Regions from separate parts of the Mus musculus genome. Here region 1 is linked to region 2. The links are chromatin contacts, called in public HiChIP or PLAC-seq maps. All regions are on one chromosome and are shown on one strand. The core of a region is the stretch at or near the end of the contact, and the rest is flanking DNA. Distances in the headings are between cores, read along the strand shown.

Evidence for each region. HiChIP or PLAC-seq counts read pairs in DNA pulled down with a chosen protein or histone mark.
Region 1: an H3K4me3 HiChIP or PLAC-seq map of embryonic forebrain shows a contact between it and region 2, with 7 times the contacts expected there. The contact joins the promoter of Eid1 here to the promoter of Sqor in region 2. A contact is called at or near these places in 3 of 39 promoter capture datasets (hippocampal neurons and liver), 2 of 115 datasets of contacts at active chromatin or transcription factors (astrocytes and embryonic forebrain) and 1 of 9 other capture datasets (liver).

Annotation. Positions count from the first base shown.
Region 1 is chr2:125,671,063-125,675,960 of GRCm38.p6, reverse strand. It overlaps Eid1 (EP300 interacting inhibitor of differentiation 1), which reads right to left and starts at 2,861. Exons shown (of 1, transcript NM_025613.3): 1 at 318-2,861. The coding sequence starts at 2,769. The coding sequence ends at 2,290. The region is part of intron 4 of Shc4 (SHC (Src homology 2 domain containing) family, member 4); the gene reads left to right.
Region 2 is chr2:122,763,576-122,768,833 of GRCm38.p6, reverse strand. It overlaps Sqor (sulfide quinone oxidoreductase), which reads right to left and starts at 3,475. Exons shown (of 10, transcript NM_001162503.1): 1 at 3,395-3,475.

The DNA of each region.
Region 1 (4,898 bases), core at 1,612-4,111, 2.9 Mb before region 2:
CACAAAACTAAAGATAAATACAAGAGGGTCCAGTGAGTAAAAGAGTTTACTACCACGCCTGATGACCTGTGTCTGATCCCTAGGCCCCACCCAAATGCTGGGAGAGAAGCAACTCCTGAAGGTTATTTTTTGCCCTTTGCTTACTGTGGCATGAATCTCCCAGATAGATAGATAGATAGATAGATAGATAGATAGATAGATAGATAGATAGATAGATAGATAAATGCAGAATAAAGGATACAAAGAAATACCAATGCATGGCTTCTCCTCTTAACTTCCACGATATACTTTGGTCCCCAAACACAAATACACTCAAATTTATGGATATTTGTATTATATTTCTGTGGAGATGTGAACAAAAGTCTATTTACAGCAGGTAAATACCAATAACAGATCAATAAATGATTCCCTCAAGTCCAACTAGTGAGGCAATTTATTGGGTGAGTAAAAAAGAGGGCTGAGGGGTTACCCATGGAAGTGTTTGTAGCGGCTCTATCTAAATGTCCTACCCTAACATGGGTGACAGCTTCCCAAACACGAGTCCCCACCTAACATCAGCCAACCTCCCACCTTTTGTGTTTTAGCACCTTCTGAAACCACATGTAACCGGGGCAAAATTATGTACAGGTGCTTTGGAGGTACAGGAGCAACTAAAATCCCAGGTGAGGGTCTAAAATTACTAACAGGCCTGCCCAATCTTGGGGGAGGTCTCTCTCCCTCCCTCCACCACATGGACCCCAGAGATCAAACTCAGGCCATCAGGCTTGGCTATATGGCAGAAGGTACCTTTACCCACTGAACCACCTCGGCAGCCTCTCAAACAAGATGACTGTAAAACCAACCAACCAACCCCACAGAAACCCAGGAGTTATCCTACTGTCTCAGCTCTGTTCTGTATTGGTTGCCATGGTGGCATCAGCAGGGACATCGTGCTAATACATCATTTTCTTCTCAAGGAACTTCAGCATCAATTAAGCCATAGCATCACATTCACAGAGCGGGTCTTCCAGAAAACTCTGAAATTTGCTTTAACATCCCAGAACCCATTTTTTGGATATTTGATACTGGTTTACATTGTAAGCATTGGATGTTTAAATATCAAGATGGAGGCGTGGCACACACAGCAAGAGAATCCTGTATAAAGCATGTATGCAAAGCTATTAGACAAAGCAAAATACACAGAACAAGAAAATTTATTATCGCCAATGCTGGTGCATAAAGATTAACAAGCATAATTAGAAGAAGGGAGGGGGAGGGGAAGAAAGAGGCAGAGAGGGAGAGAGAGAATATGAATATCAGACACCCAGGTGGACTTCTGGGTAGGTTTAAAACCTTCAAAGTTTGACAACATAATAGCTCATACATCTTTTTATAGATACAGGCAGGATTTCTTTTTACTTGACAATTTTAGCAAACAGTTCTTACAATATGAACTTCAGTTATAGTCTTACCATCTGTCAAGGTACAAAACAGCAAGTGAAATTTCCCTAGTATAAAAGGGTATTAGAAAGTTTGTCTTTGGGCTTTCCCATACATTTTATTTAATGCATGAACTTAAAACCTTAAAAAGACATCCTGTTTCTTTCTTTACTTTGAAAATCATTACAATGGGTTTTTCCAAATTAGAGGTCACAGTAGCTTTATAAATCATGAAGATACATGTGCAGTCAAAATTCCAGAAGCGTTTGTAACACATTTTAAGATGACAGCACACATGATAACACGTCTACATTTATACCCACATTTACTTGGACTACTCTGTGGGGTAGATGAATACTCAATCTTAAACCTCAAGTTTAGCTTTTGATAACTGATGTGTATAAATCACCAAAAAGAATTTGGAAAGTTTTTTTTTTTTTCAATAGCCTTTCAGTTCGAATTAAAGACATCTTGGAATGTATTTCCCCCCATTCTTTAATTAGATTCTTGTATTGGTAGTCACAATTTACTCTTCCAAACCATCTTTAAAAGCTTAACAGAGAAAGCTCTTCTCCAATGTAAGGAAAATCATCTCGATCAACAGTCTGAACCAGAGGTTTTTGCTGAGCCCCTGTGAGACCAAAGAGGAACGATTTGGTCTTTTTCTCCTCGCGATTCTCAGGTTTAACACTCCTCCTTCCTCGATTCTCCTTTTCCACAATGCATGGTCATTCACTGTCCCGTCTTCTATTCCGAGAAACAAAAACCAACTGTTTTTATTTTTTGCACAGAACTATTTGGAATGAACCCCAAAATAGCAGAATGTTGAATCTCTCCCTCTCAGGTAGTTTCCTCCTCTCTCGTCAGCATTTACTCTCGATCAATGATCTCATCACAACCGAGCTCTTCGGTCAGTCGATTGACAACCATCAGCGAAAACAGCTCTTCGATAAAAGCTAGCTGGTCGAAAGGGCTCTTCTCACACCGCGCCTGAAAGCCGCCATCCAGGGCATCTCCGGCTCGCGCGGTTCGCAGGAACACCTTGTTGGCTTCCTCCAGGGCGGCGGACACCCTGTGCATCGCGCCGCTCCAGCGCTCCTCTTCAGGGAACTCGTAGTCGTCCTCCCAGTCATCAAACTCGTCGCCTTCCAGGTCCGCGCCAGCCTCGGGGAACAGACCGCGCTGGGCGCGGGCGGCGGCCGGCCCGGCCTCCTCCTCCATGGGGCCCTCCTCCGGGGCCGGCCCGCGGGCCCCGCGGCCTACCTCCATATAGCCCTCGCCGGGCAGCACGTCCATCTGCAACTCGTTGCTTTCTTCGTACAGCTCGCAAAGCTCTGCCATCTCCGCCATGGTGGAAGCGACTCGACCAAGGTGGAAAAAAAAAAGGAACCTTTTGCAGAGACGGGCGCGCGAACGGGCGTGGTGCGCGTGCGCAGGCAAGAGGGCGTGCGTGGAGCGCGAGCTGGGGGGGGGGGGCGCGTGCGCAGGCGAGTGGGCATGCGTGATGCGCGTGCGGAGCACGTTTCACGTGCGCAAACGGGTAGGCGGGCGTGGTGCGCGTGCCAGCATGGCGTGCGTGTGCTGGCGAGTAGGCCGCTTGGTCCACGGGGGGGGGGGGGGGCGTGGTGCGCGGGCGCGGGCGCGGGCGCGAGCTCTTCCCTTCCCACCCCTCACCCCCTATGTTTCCCGGACTCCCACCTCACCCTCACACCCACTCAGGACCCGCGATGCTTCCGCTGGTGACCCACCTGGAGACCAGCTCTAAGTTCCTTGCCAAGTGCTTGCTTTGCCTAGATGGAAAGCCCTGGCCTTCTGTCACAGATGCCATCTCTCCTCCACCTCCCTGCCTCCCCAGCGTTCCTGTGATCAGCATGTCCATTACCTCTCACCATTTCAAATCCCACTAGTCCCGTCCTGCGCACTGAGAAAATTTAACTTTTCGGTTTTTTTCTTCTGAATTTATTGAAGTTGACCTAACCAAAGATAAATTGTGTGTATGTCCACACGTATATACCATGGGGAAACTAAACCACATACATGTGTGAGTACTAGGATAAAGAAAGGTGGAAAATAGGCTATACATATTTTAAATATATACAGATAATCACGCGCCACGGTTGCTCTACAAACTTAAACTGTAGCCAATAGTGTTTGAGAATATCCACACCCTTACCACGTATTGTTTTATGGAATTAATATAAGTAAACTTAAGTTTTATCAATTTGATCTCTCTTTCGTGTGTATGCGTTTGTTTGCCTGTCTGTAATGTTTGTGTGCCACGTGTGTGCATTGTGCCTACAGAGGCCAAAAGAGGGCGTTGGAACTCCTAGAAACGAAGTCAGTTGTACACTGCCCTGTGATTACTGGGAGTCGAACCCTGGTCCTTAGTGTGAGCAGCCGATGCTGTTTACTGCTGAGCCATTTCTCCAGCCTTGATTGTATCTTTATAATCTTTCCATAGCTTTAGTTTATTATTCGTGGATGCAATGGCCCTGTCATGTCCAAGAGACAATGCTCCATAGCATTCCTCTTTATCTTATATAATTTTTGCCAATGGTCATTTTTTATATTCTTCAGCGAACTTTTCTCCAAAGTGTTACATGATCCTTACTAGTTTTACATACTTGAACATATTTGTATGAAATCTTCCTCTTTATCCATTAAATGAAGTTTCTCATGAGCTGTTATTGGAATATAATCTTTGCATGTTGATTTTTGTTCTTATTGAAATGTTAATAGAGAAAAGTGCACAGGTAATGTGTGTGGCTTAATTATCACAAGCTACATATATTTGTTTACTTACTACCCAGAAGAAAAGGCATCATTCGTGGATCCCAGAAAACCACTCTTCTCTCTTTTTGTGCCTCGTGAATAACCACAATTCAGACTTTATGCAAATAGTTCAATAAAAAGTTTGCCAGTTTTGATAAATGAAACGATGTATTGATATATTCTTTGTTTTGACTTCTTTTTTAACCCAACAAATATGTTGTCATATTTTAAGCAGTCTACTATTTGAATATCACAATAGTCACCTTCAGGATTGCTTCTAATTCAGGGCTATTATAAATAGCCTAGTTATTTCATTTCCTAAGGAAACATCTTGTTGCACAACTTTATTCAATTATTGTTGAGTATGCTTCTAGGAGCAGTTTTGCTTGGCTGTCTTGTATGTACAGCCTTCGTAGGTTCTGCCTCACAGTTCTGCAATCAGGATTCATTGGTAGTTGCATAGCTGGCATTTTAATTAACCTTTAAAACCTATACAAGTCAGTTATTGCACTGTGATTTCCAAACACAAGCAAACAAATTAGAATCTCCAATAAAACAATCATTTTGGGTTAAATTAGTGCAGTTATTTGGCTAGTGATATCAGAAGTCTTTATGTTTTTCAATCGTTTTTAGGTTTATGTGTGGGTGTTTTGCCTACTTGTGTGTACTATGTACATGTTCTGTGCCCCTAGAGGCCAGAAAAGGGC
Region 2 (5,258 bases), core at 2,226-4,725:
ACAGATAGATTGCCATGAGATCTACGGCTCAATATTTTTTCTCAGGGGAAGAGTTCCACAACCGGTTCCAGTAGGCCTCCCCCTTTTGAGGTCAATCACCTCAGCCTGTGGAACTTGTCACACAGATCCTACTGGAGGTGGTGTGGCAGATGGATGGATGGATGGATGGATGGATGGATGGATGGATGGATGGATGGATGGATGAATGGACGGATGGCCAGGAAAGTCTCTAACATGATACGTAAGTAAAGATAACACTGAACTCCAAATCCTTCCACTTCCATCTCCCAAATGTTGGGATTATAGGTATTCAGGCCACCACACCTGGCTTCCTGAATCATTAAAATTATCAGGATAAAATTACTCATCAGACCAAAGTACACTGGGTTTCAAAGGTATGTGCAGGAAAGTTATGAGGGGCGGAGTGTCACTATAAACAAACTGGTCACTTACTTTGGCTTGCCATAACCTGGAATCCAGCCCACAAGGTCTCAATGACAAGAGACTCTTTGATTACAGATTACATATATGTCGTTTGAATCTAGACGCTGAGTTCAGTTCTTTGATGGTTTGGATACAAGGAAATACACATAGGTAGCAGGTATGTCAGGTTCCATAACAGCTCACATCTTTCCTATGCCAGACCTAATAGCACAGCTACCCTTTTGCAACGAAGCTTTGTCTGAAGGACACCCAGGACACCCAGGTCTTCGTGACAGGTAGTACCAAATTGGGCTCATCTTTAACCATTATATGCCATGCTTTCTTCACACCAGGAAAAAGGACTCCACTAGATAGATTAAAGATTTCTTACTTCCTAAAACTGCATTCACTTCTCATTGGAAAGGGAGGAGAGGTGGGTGTTCAAACAGACAGCCAATAGGGATATTTGTCTACTGACTCCTTGGAATTTCTGTAGCAGAGAACAGCCAGATAAAATGCTTAGACCTGTGACATAATCAGAATAAAAACCAGTTATCCCATGTCTTGTACCATTATGCACTAATTCCCTGGAAAGCATCTATGCTTAAGTGCATCCTCCAAAGTATCAGAAAAGCATGGTGTGGGGGCATGGAGATCATCTGTGGGAGTTATTGCAATGTGTACTGTATGTACTTTCTCATGGCAATCACTGAAGAGGGAATTGCTGGCCCCCTCTCATAAGCAAGAAAGGACTTCACTATAGGACCATGGGTAGGTCTCTTTGAAGGTAGAAGTTTGATTTGAATGTAAGGGGTGGGCGTGTTAGTTCTCTTGAATGTAACAGCCTTTCTCTCGCTCTGATTTAGAATCAGCTTAAATCTGAGGAGTTGGAAAATCTCATGGTCATCGTCCAAACTTAGACAGGGGAAGAATGATCTGGCTTCATCCAGCTCAACTGTCATGAATATGCACAGAAGAACAGACCAGTTACAAGACCAACACTTCCATGGAAGCTCTCACTGTCTATAACGGAGGCTTAGTTGGCTTTAGCCCTAGTCTGGGCAGCTTTTAGTAAATTACCCACTGTTCTCCTATTTACCAATTCTCTAGAGTCAAAGTATTTGTGACAGTGAGGGATGCAGGGAGGGGAGGGAGAAAGAGAAAGAGAAGGAGAGAGAGAGGGGGAGAGAAAAAGAGAGAGAGAGGGAGGGAGATGTGCATCTAGGAATGCTTCCTCATGGGTTCTGTCTCCATTCTTTACAAGACATTTCCTACATTACAACACATCTTATTAACAAGCCTACGCATGGGCAAAAGAAACCTCTGGAATCCTACTTTCCTATCAAGACAGTTTGTCTTCTATGGCGAGGCACCAGACCCACAACAGACCCAAGGGCCCTCCCCAGTATTCACATCCCCAAGTTGGATTTATGGATTTGCTCTGATGGATTCAAAAGAAGCAATTAGTTTTAAACAGCCATTTCCCAAGCTTCCAGCTGTCTCCTAGATGCCTTCACAAGCAACCACCTCCATGTCATCCAGCAGACCTTTTATGTACCAGATTTAGGGATGTAAAGGCCAGTATCAGACAAGGTTGGGGGGGGGGGGCGTTTTACCTACCGCATCCCTCTGCATCAAGTTCAGTAGGGATGCTTTTCACCTGTGAGAAGGCATTAGGCTTGGGGGAGGAGTGCCGGGCTTTTCTCATTCTCTTCCTTAGGAAAAGCAGATGCCCAAAGAAGCTGGGGATAGAGGACATAGTGGTAGTTCAAGAAAGTGTTAAACCCAAGAAGCTAAGTTGCCTAACAAGTAATCAACACCCTTTCTGCTAACAGGGTATCTATCTAAATTGAGGTCCATTCATCTGAATGAAAGAAAAAAAAAATCTTCACCTTCCACTGATGTCTACTTGAAATTTAACATTCTCTTCAAGGACTGTGTAGGCAGCTGGCCACAGCAATATTAGCAGTATTTATGATGTTTTAGAAATGTGTTTACAGGTAGTGCCTATATCTTGAATTCTATATTCTGAGCTATTCAAAATTATAATAGTTATTTGCTTTTTAAATTTATATGGCATTCTTTTAAATACTTTAGTGGCTGTTTTCTTTCATCATAGCCTGCCTTAAATTTTATGTTTTTAAAAGTCTCTTGAGAGATAGATGGCTCAGTGGTTAAGAGCTCTTACGGAGGGCTTACTTCCAGAGGAATTGAGTTCAGTTCCCAGCACCCAGATGAAAGCTTATAACCCCAGTTCCAGGGCATTAGGCATACATGCAAACGAACTAACTATACACATGAAATAAAATAATAAAGTTTAAAGCAAAAAGGGAAATCTTCTAAGAAAGAGTCCTTAGTTTTCCCCCAAACTCAGAACTGTCAGAGGTAGCTGCAGGTTTTAAAAAAAAAAAAAAAGGATCAGAAAGCTGTGTTTACAGAGGAGAGGTTTACAGCCTGTGCAAACTCTCTGACTCAGCTTCAGTCTGTGAGCCCTAGAAGCTGGGGTGGCTCTCGGAGAAGTAAGTAAAAGTAAGGTGAAAAGTTTCACCAAAGAGCCTTTTCTCCCTTGTACTAATTGCCAATCAGCCTGGCCTGTGCTTCTCCGCTGACCACCTCCCACCCCCAGCGCCCTGGGTACCTCCCCAGATCAATGCCAGTCTCAACCCACCCGGCAGGCAGGGCAAGGTGCTGAGTGACAGACAACAAGTGGAACTAACGTTTCTGAAATTCCCACGCACCGAGACCACACGTCCAAGCTGTGTGGGTGGAGAGGGTGCCAGGGCCATCCTCTCTGCATCGCTGAGGCTGGGCCACTAAGGAGAAAGCATTGAAGTCCACCGAGTCCCAGACCAAAGGGGAGTCTGTCAGGGGTTGGAAAAGAAGAAGGGCGGCCGGGAGCGCGGAGACAGAACCGAGGTGGGCGACAGCGAGCGGCTATAGGAGGGTAACAGCGTCGTGGGGTGCGTCTTACCGGGCTGAGCGACACCGTGGGCCCCAGCGCTGGCGCAGCAGAAACTACTGTGGCGCTGGAGCGCTGGCCTCGCATAGCCCCGCCTGGCCGCCGGGGCGGGGAGGCAAAGGCCAGGGGCGGGGACAGCCACCACCCCCACACCCCCAACCTCCGGAGGAGGAAAGGCCGCCAGGGCGCTACCCAACAACAAACCCGGAGGGGAATGCGCACCTTGGAGCAGGCACGGACACCGGAGGCATGGGTGGTATGGGTGATCCTTGCTCCCCATGTCCTGCGACTGTCCCCACGCAGCCTAGACGCTTTTCTTACGCCTGGGGTGCAGACAAGGCCACCTCTACTCAGAACCGCGCGGCACCTTCCCCTGGAACCTGCTGGCTCCTAGGAGTTGTTCTTTTGGTGCCTGACAAGTCACTGTTCTGCCCCTTCTAAGGACTGACTGTTTGAAGGCACAAGCCAGAGACCGCGGCTTCATGTGTTAAAACAAATACAGTTCCTAAAAGTTGCTAAGGCCTCAACTTAAAAAAAAAAAAAAAAAAAAAAAACCTCAAAGAACACGCAAATGCCACCAACTTTTTTTTTAAGCATAACTAAGTTTCTTTCGCACTTGTTTGATTATATGCATTTTAATAGTTTTTGAGTCACTTCTTTCAAACTGTCTTCACTCTGAAGGATCTATAGAAAAATTGCTTGGTCGCAAACAGGGACTACGGGTTTGATGGTAAGCCTGGTGGCACTTGCTGGCACCTGCACCTGCAACACTGCCTCCCTAGTAATTTTCCGTGACTTTGTGCAGCAACAGGTAAGTCTGGTAAAGAACTTGGAAACAAAACCAAATGTGATCTGTATTTACTGATAAAGCTATTGCTGGAAACAGCGTATTAAGACTATGTAAAAATAATCCTTAATGTCTGCCATACTCTAAACTAAAACTGAATTTATTTTATCAATAAAATGTTTCACATACTTGAGAGTTGAGGCAAGGGGCGGGGCACCAGAAAAAAATGTTCAGGCCTCAGGACAGTTAATTGTTGTATAGTACTGAACATAACCCTGATTTCCACCCTCTAAGTGCCAACAATTGTAGCCCAAAGTTTTGACAAAAGCAAAACTCTACACACATATTTCCAAAGCAATTCGTACTATTCTTCATCTCTCCTTCCTCTCCATCCTCATTAAGAAGTCCTGGTTCCTGTGAATGAATCAAGGGCAGTCTGTTTGCAGGGTGTTTGGAGGTCTATGGCTGGAGAATCGAGTTGGAAGCCGTGTCCTGAATAGTTCCCACACGCTGGGGCATCTATGTATCGTTCTATTACCCCACTGAAGTCCCTTCTTTCCATCAGTGTCTTGCCCATCAGACATTAAGACTGAGAAGTTACTCCATTGGCATTCCCCTTTTTCTTTCTATAATATTTTATTTACTTATTTAGTGTGCATGTGTGCACGTGTACATGTGTGTCATGAGGCACAGGTGGAAGTTAGAGGTCAACTTCCCAAAGTCAATTCTGTCCTCCAACAGATGGATCCCAGACCATCGGGCTTAGAACCAGGCAGGCATCTTTACCTGCTGACCCATCTCGCCAGCCCAGTCATTCTTTCCTCAGATGGTTATTCTCCATCTTGTCCGCTGAATGTCAAGTGAGCCCTGTGGCTGCTACTGTCTGGACCTACACTTGATTCCCATCCATATGAGGTTTCCAGAGTAGTGAGTGTGCAGACAGGGAGATGGGAAACTAAGAGAAATATTAAAGGATGGCAAGAAAGCTTGGGGGGGAGCATGGTGGGGGAAGGGGGCATGATGTGTAGTGGGGGAGGGGGCATGATGGTGAGGAACAAATACCTATCCAAGAAGATCCGGGCATAAGGA